Linked DNA regions of Mus musculus: all the other regions are linked to region 1. A link is a contact called in public ChIA-PET, HiChIP or PLAC-seq and promoter capture Hi-C data. All regions are on one chromosome and are shown on one strand. The core of a region is the stretch at or near the end of the contact, and the rest is flanking DNA. Distances in the headings are between cores, read along the strand shown.

What was found. ChIA-PET counts read pairs in DNA pulled down with a chosen protein or histone mark. HiChIP or PLAC-seq counts read pairs in DNA pulled down with a chosen protein or histone mark. Capture Hi-C pulls out chosen DNA fragments and counts their contacts.
Region 2: a contact with region 1 is called in an RNA polymerase II ChIA-PET map of effector CD8 T cells, with 11 read pairs. The contact joins the promoter of Tmem240 here to the promoter of Ube2j2 in region 1. A contact is called at or near these places in 4 of 39 promoter capture datasets (cranial neural crest, liver, maxillary cranial neural crest and 1 more) and 3 of 115 datasets of contacts at active chromatin or transcription factors (the 230-238 cell line, effector CD8 T cells and memory CD8 T cells).
Region 3: a contact with region 1 is called in an RNA polymerase II ChIA-PET map of effector CD8 T cells, with 19 read pairs. The contact joins the promoter of Atad3a here to the promoter of Ube2j2 in region 1. A contact is called at or near these places in 1 of 484 Hi-C or Micro-C datasets (liver), 3 of 115 datasets of contacts at active chromatin or transcription factors (effector CD8 T cells, embryonic stem cells and memory CD8 T cells) and 2 of 9 other capture datasets (adipose tissue and pancreatic islet).
Region 4: a promoter capture Hi-C map of adipose tissue shows a contact between it and region 1. The contact joins the promoter of Tmem88b here to the promoter of Ube2j2 in region 1. A contact is called at or near these places in 3 of 115 datasets of contacts at active chromatin or transcription factors (effector CD8 T cells, embryonic stem cells and memory CD8 T cells) and 1 of 9 other capture datasets (adipose tissue).
Region 5: a contact with region 1 is called in an H3K4me3 HiChIP or PLAC-seq map of the 230-238 cell line, with 17 read pairs. The contact joins the enhancer-like site here to the promoter of Ube2j2 in region 1. A contact is called at or near these places in 1 of 39 promoter capture datasets (frontonasal cranial neural crest), 4 of 484 Hi-C or Micro-C datasets (brain, cumulus cells, embryonic stem cells and 1 more), 12 of 115 datasets of contacts at active chromatin or transcription factors (the 230-238 cell line, the SCID.adh cell line, bone marrow-derived macrophages and 5 more) and 2 of 9 other capture datasets (liver and pancreatic islet).

Annotation. Positions count from the first base shown.
Region 1 is chr4:155,942,523-155,945,144 of GRCm38.p6, reverse strand. Ube2j2 (ubiquitin-conjugating enzyme E2J 2) reads right to left here and starts at 1,332. Exons shown (of 8, transcript NM_021402.6): 1 at 995-1,332.
Region 2 is chr4:155,733,467-155,736,088 of GRCm38.p6, reverse strand. It overlaps Tmem240 (transmembrane protein 240), which reads right to left and starts at 1,285. Exons shown (of 4, transcript NM_001101506.1): 1 at 943-1,285; 2 at 585-691. The coding sequence starts at 999. It overlaps Ssu72 (Ssu72 RNA polymerase II CTD phosphatase homolog (yeast)), which reads right to left. Exons shown (of 5, transcript NM_026899.3): 5 at 2,210-2,616. The coding sequence ends at 2,515. 1500002C15Rik (a long non-coding RNA gene) reads left to right here and starts at 1,647. Exons shown (of 2, transcript XR_001784583.2): 1 at 1,647-1,704.
Region 3 is chr4:155,759,799-155,762,420 of GRCm38.p6, reverse strand. Atad3a (ATPase family, AAA domain containing 3A) reads left to right here and starts at 1,323. Exons shown (of 16, transcript NM_179203.3): 1 at 1,323-1,619. The coding sequence starts at 1,418. It overlaps Atad3aos (ATPase family, AAA domain containing 3A, opposite strand), which reads right to left and starts at 1,229. Exons shown (of 3, transcript NR_027972.1): 1 at 1,135-1,229; 2 at 644-1,036.
Region 4 is chr4:155,784,539-155,787,160 of GRCm38.p6, reverse strand. It overlaps Tmem88b (transmembrane protein 88B), which reads left to right and starts at 1,287. Exons shown (of 2, transcript NM_001033394.3): 1 at 1,287-1,822. The coding sequence starts at 1,559.
Region 5 is chr4:156,086,526-156,089,147 of GRCm38.p6, reverse strand. No RefSeq gene overlaps it. Among named protein-coding and RNA genes, the nearest start is that of 9430015G10Rik, 22 kb to the left of the region's middle. Within about 2 kb of position 1,282, at least 36 of the 459 cell types and tissues checked have an H3K27ac peak or open chromatin away from gene starts, as enhancers often do. A contact at or near this core is called in the 230-238 cell line and bone marrow-derived macrophages, where this site is marked.

The DNA of each region.
Region 1 (2,622 bases), core at 83-2,582:
AGCAGCCACTCACTGGCAGCAGAAGAGTCTCTTGTCAGTCCCTCATCACCGTGCCAAGGTGGTAGTTCTTTTTCCTTTTGGACATCTCTCTCCCACAACACTCCACACAGGTTAGGTGACGGTGGGGAATTAAGACCTTGGCCTGACAGATGGTCAGAAGGGCACATGACACACCCAAGGCCAGGATTTTCAGGGAGTTTTACCTTCTCCAGGATTACTCCACGGGCTGAAGGAAGCCAGAAGCTCACAATAAACAGCCTTAGCACCACTTTCTCACACACACCGAGAACTGAACTGACGCCGAGTACAGGAAGACAATGATGTTGCAGAGGACTGACTCCAAGTTCTAGGAACCTAGACCTATCTCCGGCTGAAGATCATACGCGGGACTTTATAATGAAATACAATCCTAAAATCCTTTTTCCCCCCCCATTACACACACCTGGCCATGAATAAAGCCCTGTATCACTACTTGCAGAAAGGTACATTCTTATGCACTTGTTAGCTTACAGTGAACTCTGCTCTTTTCTCTTCCTGGTCTATCTGGATCTGATGACGTTGAGAGCTTGACTGAGGTTAAACACACAGCTAAGTGATGATGTCCACTAAGAAGGAAGTGAGGTCACTGGCTGAGAGTCCGCAGTTAGCAGAGGTGGAGAATAAGCATCGGCCGTCCTCACCCCGACCCCCGAAACGGGCCCAAGCCCCACTCTTACTGCCCAAGGTTTTGTTGCATTACCCTCAAGGGCGTAACCGCGGACACGCTCGCCCCTGTTGGGGTCTATTAAGCAGCCTGGGGTTCTAACTGATCGCGATGAAAGGGGGCCACTCAACGGCTACCACCCCACAACAAACTCACGGGATACGTTTTTTTAAAGATCAAACCTGGCTCCTCCTCGGAGTCTTCCGAGCGTCCGTGAGAGAATCCGCCGCGCGGCAAACAAAACCCCTAACCCGCCCCCGACAGGAACCCCGAGCGCCCTCAGTAACCGACCTCGGGTCCGGGCACAGCCGGCGACGTAACCAACGGGACCCGACGTGTGGCGTCCCCGCGTCCCCGCCCGCCGCTGCAGCCGGCTCCGGCGGGGCGAACGAGCGGCCCGAGGCCCCGCGCAGCCCGCGAGCGCTCACCTCTCCCTGAGGCCGCGGCCGCGTTCAGGTTCGCCGTGGTCGAGGCCAGAGCAGGGTGCGGAAGAGTGGGGCCCGCGCCGTGAGCCGCACCCGCGCTGGGACTCGGCCCACCGCACCCGCCGCAAGCAGCCTCGCCGCCGCTACCGCCGCTCAGCCTCCAAGATGGCCGCTCCGGGGACGGCCTAGGCCCGCTTCCGCTTCCGCTTCCGGTGCGCTGTCCGCGGGTGGAAGCGCTCCGCTAGGCAGCTTGGTGGAGGCTCCACTGTCAGTTCCTAGCTGGCTCAGGTCAGTCTCGGGTTTTTGGCTAATGGTTGTGTCCGGCTACTGCGCAAAGGGTTGCTGACGCGTGCGCACTAGAGAATAGCTCGGGGGAGGGGGTTGTGGCTCCTGTGTCGGGAAACTGGGCTAGACACTCCCAAGACTTCGTACTGTCTGGCCGGCACTCCAGGAACCAGTAAGTGGCTGCAGAAATCCCGCAGTGCTCCCGACCCCAAATCAGGGCCAGTCAGGGAGGCCAGCCCCAGAGAAAAGATGACCCATGAGTTCACAACGAATTAGGGCCACCGGCCACCTTCTGGCCCAGGATGCACTCTTGTCTGCTCTAAACACAGTTAAATTCCGAGCTGGAGGTTCACTCAGTTCTCCCTCGCTGCCCCTATAGCCACGAAGATCCCCGTGTACGGAGCCAATGATGGGCATAGGCGTATCCCGCACTCCAAGCCCGCGGCAGACCCCCAGCCCCGGGAACAGCCGTCCTCATAAAAAGAGTCCCTGTGTTTCCGCACCAAGTTTCCCAATCAGTTCTTGAATACCATCTTTATGCTCGAGGACATTGCTCTAAGACGGGTTTCCCCTCTCCCTCCGCCTCCTTCCTGGCCCTGGGGAGGGGAGGCGGTACAGCTTGGTCTTTTGGCCAGACTATCTGGCTGGTGCTGAGACAGGAGGCTGCCAGTAGGGATGTTCTAAATACTAGTTTGGGCCCTGACAGCTGGAGAATCTGGGCTGAGGAGGCTGATAGAGATCCAGACTTCTCCAGCTCTCCCTGCACACACTGCTGCCTCACTGTTGCATTCCTAGAATCGAATGCTAAAGTTTGTTCTTATGTTGGTGAGATAACATCACACACACACACACACACACACACACACACACACACACACACACACACCCTGCGTCCTTGACCCAGCACCTTCCCTTCATTTGCCTGTGAACTCTGTGTACAGGTTCCAGAAAGCCAAGTCAGATGTGGTAGGTGTCAGTATTCCGGGTTACAACACACTGGAAGAGAGACACTGCAGGATGAATTAAGGATTCTTAGCAGCAGGAGGCTCAGCCTTTGCAGGACTGAATCCAGAATCCACATTGCAAAGCCTATATATTGTTACACAACAGGCATTTTTAGACCCGGGCGGTGGTGGCGCATGCCTTTGATCCCAGCACTGGGAAGGCAGAGGCAGGCGGATTTCTGAGTTCAGTCTACAAGGTGAGTTC
Region 2 (2,622 bases), core at 36-2,535, 210 kb after region 1:
TACACATGCACAGAAGGGGAGGTCCCTGAAGGGTGTGGTGGGTCTCATTGTGACCTTGAGCAAACCCCAGCGTAGCTACTTCAGCTCCTCCCCTGCACAATAGTCATCAGTTGTGGCAGGTGTTCCTCAAGGTAGGCCCTTCCTATCTTGACCTCCTGCTCTTGCCTGCCATGGCCACAGTAGGCCCAGGAGGAAGACTTGGGTCGGAGGCAAGACTACTGCCCCAGGCTTAACCAGCTTCCTGGCTTCCACTGTGGACACTACTCAAGGATGCTGCTCTCAGGCCTCCGGGCCCTGGACCAGGAGGCTCCTTGGCCCATAATGCCACCACCAGGCAGCCTTTTCTCTAAAGGAACTGGAGGAAGGAGTTCCTAACAGACTCAGTCATGCTTCCTTTCCCAGGGAGCGGCTGGCTGACCTAGGGTTCCCGTTAGCCACCCCTCCCCCAGCACCTGGCGGGCAGAAGCGGCCCCCATCATCCAGCCAGGCTCTGCGGCCCAGCCTGCTCCGGGCTCACCGGCCAAGTGGGGCCCGCTGCACAAGTGTGATCACGCGTGTAGTGCCTAGAGCCGGGGCGCACTCACCGGCCACAGTTGCAGTGGCAGACGCGGTCCTCGCCCCGCAGGTGCGGGAGGATGTAGTTATGGAATCGGTCCAGCAGCGCGTTCATGTCCATCAAGCACGCGATGGCCTGGAAGAGCCCATGACCGGTCAGGGCGAGGAGTGGGCCGGGCCGAAAGGGGTGCCAAGGGGGAGTACTAGACTGCAGGGGTGGGTGGGTGGGTGGGGAAACGCAGGGCAACCAGGGCGAGGGCAGCGCAAGATCGCAGCGAGGGCAGCGCAGGCCGCACGGGCCGGTAAACAAGGAAGCGAGGTGGGGTAGGCGCGCGCGCGGGCGGGCGGCAGAAGCAGGGGGCGCGCGCGGGAAGCCCCTCCGCTCACCATCACGATCGACGCCCCCAGAATCATGAAGATCATGGTGTTCGCACTCATGGACATCGGGCGGGGCCGGGCCGGGCCGGAGCGCCGCCCCCCGGCCCCGGTGCCCCTCCCGGCCCCGGCCCGATGCTTAGCCCGCGCCGCCTCCGCAGAGGTCAGCGCTCGCGCGCCGGGCCGCCGCGGACCCCGGGGGCAGGCGCGGGCACAGGCAGCCGAGATGTGGGGGCTGACGTGGGGTCGCTCGCCTGTCGCCCGTTGCTGGCAGCCCTCCGCTCCGCCCTCCGGTGCTCCCTGCGCCCGGCTCCCTGCGGTCTGCGCGGCGGCCCCCTCCCTCCTCCCTCTTCCCTCCTCCAGGCTTCTCCCTCCCTCCTTTTCTTCTTCACTATCTCCTCCCTCCTCCTCCTGCCTCCGCCTCCGGGGAGGGACTTCGCCGCCCCGCGCCAGCATCCAGGGGCGAGGTTCTCCACTCCTGTCCCTGTGACGCAGCCCGAGACCCCTCCCCTCCGGCCTCGGCTCCACATTGTGCCCCATGTCATCAGCCTTGGCTCCGGTCTCCCTGCCCAGTGCCGCGCTGGACTGGGCCTTGGCCTGGACCAGGTGGTCGTTTCTGCTCTACTTCCCCAAGTAAGGCCCCTCCTTCTGGTTCTCCGGGTTCCAGAGAGGGACAGGAAGTGTCAGCACCCGCCTCCTCCAGCAAGAAAGTGCCATCAGAGGAGGGGCCTGGAAAGTCAGAGGAACCAGGGACTAATGACTACATGAGCAGAGGTAGGAGGGCAGGAGGGTAGGCGATACGGATGCGATGCGGAATGGGCCAAGTATGCCATAAAGATCGTGGCAGTTGTGGGAAAGACTAGGCGATTTCTGAGGAGGAAGGGGTGCTGGAACAGCTGCCAGCGTCTATGATCCTCTTGTGGCTGCCGGTCATGCTGGGATTGAGTCCCAAGCCCTGTGCTGGCCACAGAGCTGACAACAGAAGAACCAACCCTGCCCTGTGTTGGAAAGCAGGAAGAGGACAGCTGACCTCCAGCCCCCCAAGTCCAGACCCCACTGTATCTGAAGGTTCCAACAGGAGTTCAGTTATATCAGCTCACACAGGCCCTGAGCTGTTAAGGCACCAGGGTCCGGCCCTACTTCTCAGAAGGGTGCTCTCAGGTTTATCACAGGGTTGGACTCAATGGCCGAGTAGTCTCTTCCTCAGCAGGGAGTCAGGCCAGGAATTCAGGACAAACCAAAGACTTCTAGCAGCACCTATTTTGTGGCAATTCCAAGGTTTTTTTTCCCCTTAATAAGACAGCCTGTTGCTTTATTTAGGTTTCTGTACAATTCAGCAGTGGAGAGAAAAGGGCCAACAACAGACACTTGCTGTAGGCTGTAGAGTAAACCATCTTTATTTCTTTTGGTTAAAAACAATGGATTTGAATCTGGCATTTCTGCGTACGTCTCATTCCATATGTACAGTACATTGATGATGTACACCTAGCAGTAAAAACAAATATCTGAAAGGAAAACACACTGAAAAAGTGGCTTCAACAAAGGTGGCTGTGCAGGGCAGGCCATGCACCGAGCACAGGAGGCTCAGTAGAAGCAGACAGTATGCAGAAAGGCCCGGCCACTCTTCTCCTCGAACTCCTGCAGCAGCTCGTCGATTTCATTCTCCATGTCCTCAGTGTGCTGGATCTGGGA
Region 3 (2,622 bases), core at 74-2,573, 180 kb after region 1:
AGAACCATTTCTAAACAGGTCTACCTCCCCCATATCCTTTTTCCACTATCTCTGATGGGTGGTGGGCTATAAGGAAGGTTACAGCACTCAAGAACTATCATTAATAGTAAGATTTTAAAAAATTAAAGTTTTATAAAAAATAAATACGACTAATAACATACCTTCAACTTCCTTTTTTATCATTTAAAATTGCCTTTTGTCCAGTGTTAAAAAACAGTCCAAACAATTCTGTGAACTCAACCGGTTTTATGAAAGATGCCTGGACCCAAGACGCTGACTTTGGTAAATGTGGGTTCCTAGTGACAACTGCCACTGTCCATGCTACCTTCCACTTGCCCAAAGGTTAGGTCAACCCTAGGTCCAGAGCAGGCACCTGGCTCAGCAGGCTCCCAAGGAGCGCTCACTGGCTAACAAGCACAAGCCTGGAGCACCAGCCCTCACTCTAAGTAGCTCCTGAGTGTAATGTACCCTCTGCAGGCTCTGGGAGTCGGCTTGGCTTTCTGGCTTGTACTGCAAAGCAGCAGCATGCCAATAGCCGCCGTGGGTTGCCAAAACACCAAAGAGGATCGGGCTCAAAACACCGCCTGAGCAATCGTAGCAGAATGGTGCAGGATTGTTTGTCAGAGGCGCCCAAGTCTCTGACCTAAGTAACTCTCTTATTCTTATGCACGCTTGGCTGTAGGAGCCGCTGGCCTGGAGACGCTCAAAGCAGCCACAGATATACATGAATCCGGCTCCGAGAAAGCGTGGGGTCACAGCAGGGGTGCCCGGCCGGTCGAGGGGCGCCAGGGACCCCTTCTCTAGTCCTCCCGGCTGGAGGTCTCACCCCGATTACTTCGCCCTTAGTTGCAGTGACCTGAGGCATCTCAAGTCCGGAAAAAATTAGCTCCGGGAGACCCACAGCACCTTCAGGTTTTCCCTTCCTCTTCTGTTCTTTGGGTAGGATTCACAGCAGAAGAGTTCTGACCCTCCGTGGTGTGAGTCCAGTGTCTCTGATCGTCTGTGGGCTCTGTGGCTGGGGCGTCTCCATAAATGCCTATAGCGACAGGTACAGAACGACCCCAGAGGAATAGCACCTTTGCTTAAAAAAAAAAAAAAAAAAAAAAAAGTTTTCTAGGATGAAGGCACACCCACCTCGAAAACTTTGCTCCTATTTGCCTGGTCCAGGAGCTCTGTCCAGTTCCGCCTCCTTAGAAAGCTGGGCAAATCGTGCCACCGACGCCACTGGCGTCCCTATGTCAGCGGCCAATCCGGCGGCTGAGAACGTCTTGACCCTCCTAGGTTTCCGTCGTCCAGAAGGAAGGGGTGTGGCTCGCGCCTGCGCAGTGAGTCGCGCCCGCGGCGCGTGGTGACTGCGAGGAGCCTCGCGAGTCACGCTCCGGTACGGTCCGCCGAGGGCGCGCGGAGCTTGCAGACCATGTCGTGGCTCTTCGGCATCAAGGGCCCCAAGGGCGAAGGCACAGGGCCTCCGCTGCCCTTGCCGCCCGCTCAACCCGGGGCGGAGGGCGGCGGTGACCGCGGGGCGGGAGACCGGCCATCGCCCAAGGACAAATGGAGCAACTTCGACCCGACGGGCCTGGAACGTGCGGCCAAAGCGGCTCGCGAGTTGGAGCACTCGCGTGAGTGCGCGGGCTGGGCTTGGCGGGCCGAGGCCCTGGGAAATGGGAGGTTTCTCTCGGAGGCACTAGCTGCTGCCCTTAGGACTTTGGTCCTCTTGACGTCTTAGCAGCACAGTGGTCGTTCGCAGCCGTACCTTTCAGGTGACCTGAATGGCCGCTTATGGGACATTTGGTCATAGCCGTCCTGCATTGGGGGAGACCCCGATCCTGCCACCCTCTTGCACTTGTAGCTGTCAACACGTAGGTCGTAGGAGAGACCCTGTGCCAATGTTGGCCTTACCTACTTTACTGTTGGGCTTTCTAGCTGCCTCCACGTGGTGCAGGCCAAAAGTCATAGCCAGGTCAGGCGATCCTGTGTTGTGGTAGTTAATAGCAATCTCTCACTTAAAAAGGAGAGAGTAGATGTCGTGTTTACTATTGGATGATAGCATTCCACTGTGGAACGTGAGGTGAGGGTGTCCGTAAAGGTTGATCCTCTCTGAGACAGATTTTAGCATTGATGGATCCCAAAGGCCAGGACTTTTCCCAACAAATGACACATTTTTGTTTTGATGTTGACAGTTTGTGCCAAAGTGTAATGTAAGGTGGATTTTTTTGATTATTTTGCTTTGTTTGTTCTTGTTTTTATAAAGACTGTGCAGCCCTGGCTGAGACTCCTGTAGACCAGGCTGTCAGAGAAATCACAGCTCCACCTGCCACGGCCTCCTGAGGCGTGTGTCACTATGCCTAGCTAGTTGAAATATTTTTAAGAGCCTGCAGGGGGCTGCAGAGATGGCTGAAAGGCTAAGAGCACTTGTTGCTATTGTAGTGGACCTGTGTTCAATTCTGTGCACCTATATGACAGCTCAAAACCTTCTGTAACCCCAGTTTCAGGGCATCCAAGGACTCCTCTGGCTTCTAAGGGTACCAGACATATACATACTTATATGCAGGCAAAAACTCAAATACATAAAAAATTTTTTAAAAGCCTGAAATGTCAGCTTTGTTGAATGAATACTTATTG
Region 4 (2,622 bases), core at 38-2,537, 160 kb after region 1:
TGGCACATGCCTTTAATCCCAGCACTTGGGAGGCAGAGGCAGGTGGATTTCTGAGTTTGAGGCCAGCCTGGTCTACAAAGTGAGTTCCAGGACAGACAGGGCTATATAGAGAAACCCTGTTTCAAAAAAACAAAACAAAACAAAACAAAACAAAAACAAAAATAAATGTCAGAGCCTAGAGAAATGGCTCAGCAGTTAGGAACACTTGTTACTCTTACAGAAGACCATGGCTAGATTCTCAGCACCTACAAGGTGACTCACAACCTGTACTGACAATTTTGGAGTTTTGGTTTCCTTGAAAAACACAGAAATATTATAAGGTAGTGTTTTCATTTTGATTCTAGGCATAGGGATATGGAGCTGCTTTGGACTGTGCACAGGAGATGGCTATCATTTGTCTTGTTCTCTAACAGGTGTGATTTTGCCAGGTGCGGATAATTTCTGTGATTGTGTGATGTTTGTAATTCTGGGGACTTTTCACAGAGTATAGAAATGTTAGGGCCTTGAGAGGTGCGGTGGGTTGTTGGCTGGTTGCTGGTGGTTGTGGTTTGTTATGGGAGTTCTCTGACAACCAGAGCTGGGGCTTACCTGACTCTGTTCCCTGCCTGTAGATCCTGTTCCCCTAACTGGGCTGCCTTGTCTAGCCATAGTGGAAGAGGATATGTGTGTGTGTGTGTGTGTGTGTGTGTGTGTGTGTGTGTGTGTGTGTGTAAATTACAAGAATGTGTGCTTAGTAAGGAGATAATTTACAACACTTAAAATTTTTTGGATGTATTTATTTTACTTTATGGGTATGAACATTTTGCCCAAATGTATGTATGTATGTATGTATGTATGTATGTATGTGCACTACAAGCATCCCTAGTGCCTATGAAGACCAGAAGAGGGCTGGAGTTTTCAGTGGACTATATGCTCCCATCATCTGAAAGGCTTGTTGTATACTTCCATGATTGATTGGATTTAGTACAGAGCAACTGCAACTGCTGTTAATTAGGTATCCACTCTGTGCCGGGTACTACCTTAAGCACTACTAACTGTACAACCCTGTCATGCTGTGAATCACTCCACAACATGAAGTCACCTGGTGTCAGATAAGGGGAAGTGCAGGGGCTAGTACTGGGAAATGAGTTAATAGTTCGTCCCTAAATGGCAGCTATTGATAGAGCTTCTGTCATCGCCAAGATCTGTGAAATGAAGCCATTGTTTGGGAGAACTGGGAGATGGGCTGAGAGAAAGGAGGGCCCCAGTGCTCAGATGGGAAGAGCTCTGTAAGACCTGAGCCGAGCACATAGGCGCTGCCTGCCTTTGCCTGGTAAAGAGGCCCAACAAGGTAGCAGGGGAAACTGTGGCAGAGGTGTAGCCCTGGAGACTGATATTCAGTGCTAGATTAAACTGGATGAGAGTCTACTCTCTGATGGCGAGGATCTAGATGTGAACTGAATCTGGGGAGGGTAAAAGGCTCTCTAGTCTGGGCCTAGGGTGGTTGGAGGAGGGGGATTAGGCCTGCTGCCTACCACTGTGATCTTGGGGGAACATCCTTCAAGCCCCGCGGCACGACATGAGTGAGCAGGAAAGGGAGACAGAAGAGGATGAAGGCGTTGCCTCAGACACAGCACCCATGCTACCCCGAAGAAGGCCTACTGATTACCACATCTCAGTCCTGGCTCCTATCCTGGCCACCCGAGGCCTCGGGACCCTGGTGCTGTCTGGCCGGGCTCTAGTTGGGTTCCTGCTTCATCTGCTGCTACCTGGAACAGTCTTCCTGCTGGTGTTGCTACCAGCAGCTGCCGTTGTCTACCTGGGATTCCTGTGTCACTCAAGGGTGAGCAGTAGCCATTGGTTAGTCCCCGGGAAGTGGGGAAGTGAGAGTTCTGTGGAGGTTCAAGTCCTTGGGGTTGAAGGTGAATCTACCCCCTTCTAGCCTTGCCCCTTTGTAACCAGAGATATATGCATCCTCCTGTTATGCCAACATCCCTGCCAGCTGCAGTCAAAGAAAGTCTCTTTGTTACTCGGTGAACAGCTGTCTTGCTTCCCCCCCCCCGCCCCCCCCCCCCAGGCCTCTTAGCTTTGTACCAGGAGGTACTAGGGCCTGGTCAGTGAGGTTGATGTGGAGATAGGAAAAGAAATTGTCAGATTCACCCGTCCTCAGTGCTTCTCCACTCCTCATACTCCTCCCCCCCACCTCCTCCCCCCCACCTCCTCCCCCCCACAGCCCTTCCCTGAACCCTCTTGACCTTGGTTAGGCTTCCGCTCATCTAAGGCTTGACCTATACATAGACGACCCCTATATCCCCTTTCTGAAGCTGATAGAGAGAAACGATGCTAGCTGGGTGACAGTCCAGATGGAGCCATATCAGCTGTCAACAGGTAAGGGGCATGGAAGGAAGCTCATATGGGGACAGGAAAACTGGGTTGGGAGAGCCAGGGAGGTTCTCTGGCCTTTCCTTAAGGAATCCCCGAACACACACTCTTGGTTCTGTTCTCGCATTTCTGTCCAGGCTCCACCTCCAGGCAGGCCTCCCAGCCTTACGCTTTTCTTTCTGGACTCTGCCCTGAGCTCGGGGCCCAGGACCTCCCTCACCCCTGCGCTGCTCTGGGGCCTCCCCGCCTGACTGCACGCCT
Region 5 (2,622 bases), core at 33-2,532, 140 kb before region 1:
TCACAAATGGTAACTTCCATTGTCACCAGGTAGTCTACACTTCAGTTCCTAGTGCTTCATGATAATTGATATCAAGAAGGACCAAGCTACCTGCTGCACCCCTTTGGACTGCAAGAAAGTTGCTCAAGAGTTTAGATCATCAATGTGTAAAACTATAAATACTATGAGCAGGTGGATTGTGTGCTAGGAGTAAAAGAATGTCTCAGTAACTTAGTGGAGGAAATGTGATTACCTCAGCTGATGCAGAAAGGGCTTTAACTAGGGACTAGAGAAATGGCTCCGTGGTTAAACGTATGTACTGCTTTTTGTAGAGGATCAATTTTTGATTCCTAGCACCTACACTGAGCAACTCACAACTGCCTATAACTTCACCTCCTGGGGCATCCAATTCCTCTGGCTTCTGGCAGCCCCAGCATTCGCATGCACATACTCTTGAGGGCACCAGCATGCATACGTACATACCAACACAGACACAATTAAAAATAAAGAAAAACTTTTAAAAAAAGTTTTGAATAATTTTGAACCAGATTAGGGTGTGAAATCAACAGGTAGAGTGCTACCTAGTCCACATGAAGCCCTGGATTTTATCCCCAGCATCACAGAAACCAGACATAATAACAGACTATGATCTCAGCAATCTGAAGATGGGGAGAGGATTAACAAGGAGTTCAGTGTCAAAATGTGCTACATGAGATCCTGTCCAGAAAAGGAGGAGGTGGAGGAGGACAGAAATCTAACTTAAGTAAACCAGGGATAGAAGAAAAGCATACTGACGTGGTAAAGTTTACCAGCTAAGCCCCATAGCACACATAAATTGACACCAAAGTTAGTGTATTCTCTTGAAGGTTTGGGTCCAGTGTTCCCACATACATCAGCAGCTGCTGCTCAACACAGCATTGGGTGCTGCTGCCCACACAACAAGCAAGGAAAACACAAGAGATGGTTATAAGACCGACTCCTTTTTCTAGAAAAACCATATAGTTGATGAGGAAGCAATTATATAAAGGTTGCCGAATAGAAGACAAATCTACATGGTTAGTAGTGCGCTTACAAGCACGTGCTTGGCACATGCAAGGTCCCAGATTCAATATTAATCACCAAAACCAAACAAAGCCCAGCAACAATTAAAATAGGACAAATCTACAAAAATCAACAATATTACCTTGAAAATATCATGTAAAATGAAATGGGCCCAACACAAAAAATGTCAAACCTTATGATCTATAGGCATGCTGTCTCTGGAGCAATATTCAGTGTGGGGGGTGCTCTTATGCAGTAATGATTGCATAAGAGGTGAGTATGCTTAATGCTGTCTTAAAATATCTGTTTTAAAATAGTTTAAATTGTACATTTTGTTATTCTTTACCATGATTTAAAAAAAAAATCAACATTATTAAGGAAGCCAAACATACTGTTGGGAATGATAGCAGGCACCTTTAATCCCCGCCTTCTGGAGTCAGAGACACGCTCTGTATGTTTAAGACCCAACCTGGTTTACATAGGGAACTCCAGGCCAGCCAAGCCTCTGTAGCGAGACTCTCCCTCTCTTCCTCTTTCCCTCCCGTCCCCCTCCCCCTACTCTCTCTCTCAGAGGAGGAAGAAGAGAAAAGAAGAAGCAGTTTCATAGTATGTGATTCCATTTACATAAAATGTCGAGGACAGGTAAATCTATAGAAATAGAAAGCAGATGGGAGCTAGACCAAGGAAGTACAAAGTCTCCAGGAAGTACAAACACAATAACATTCTAATGACAGGTGAAATGGTGTTTCCCAGGCTGGTAAACATCAAGGCACACACTTTTAAATGGTTAGTTTAGAGTAAATTTCACCTCTTCTTTTTAAAAATTCATTTCTTTTTTTGAGTCAGGCTGTATCCCAGGCTGGTGTTAGATTTTTTAATTCTTGGCTTCAGCCTTTCAAATGCAGGGATTACAGGCTTGTGCCACCACATCCAACTTTTCTTTCTTTCTTTCTTTCTTTCTTTCTTTCTTTCTTTCTTTCTTTCTTTCTTTCTTTTTCTTCTTCTCCTCCTCCTCCTCCTCCTGCTCCCTTCTCCCTCCCTTCTCCCTTTCTCCCTTCTCCCTTCTTCTCCCTTCTTCTTCTCTCTTCTTTTCCCTTCTTCTTTTCCCTTCTCCCTTCTTCTCCCTTCTCCCTTTCCTCCTCCTCCTCCTCCTCCTCCTCCTCCTCCTCCTCCTCCTCCTCCTCTTCCTTCTTTTTTGGTTTTTCAAAATGGGTTTCTCAAGCCGGGCATGGTGGCACACACCTTTAATCCCAGCACTCGGGAGGCAGAGGCAGGCAGATTTCTGAGTTTGAGGCCAGCCTGGTCTACAAAGTGAGTTCCAGGACAGCCAGGACTATACAGAGAAACTTTGTCTCGAAAAAAACAAAAACAAAAGAAAGATAGGGTTGGAACTCACTCTGTAGACCAGGGTAGCTTCAAACTCAGAGAATGACCTGTCTTTGCCTCTCTAGTTCTGGGCTTAAAGATGTGCACCACCATCTCCTGACTTACCTCAATTTTTAATAGAAAAAAAACACAACATCAACAAAATTAGATAGTATTTTCAACATCAGCAATAACTAATTAGAAAAAAATAGAATTCATGGTAGTATCTAGTAATTA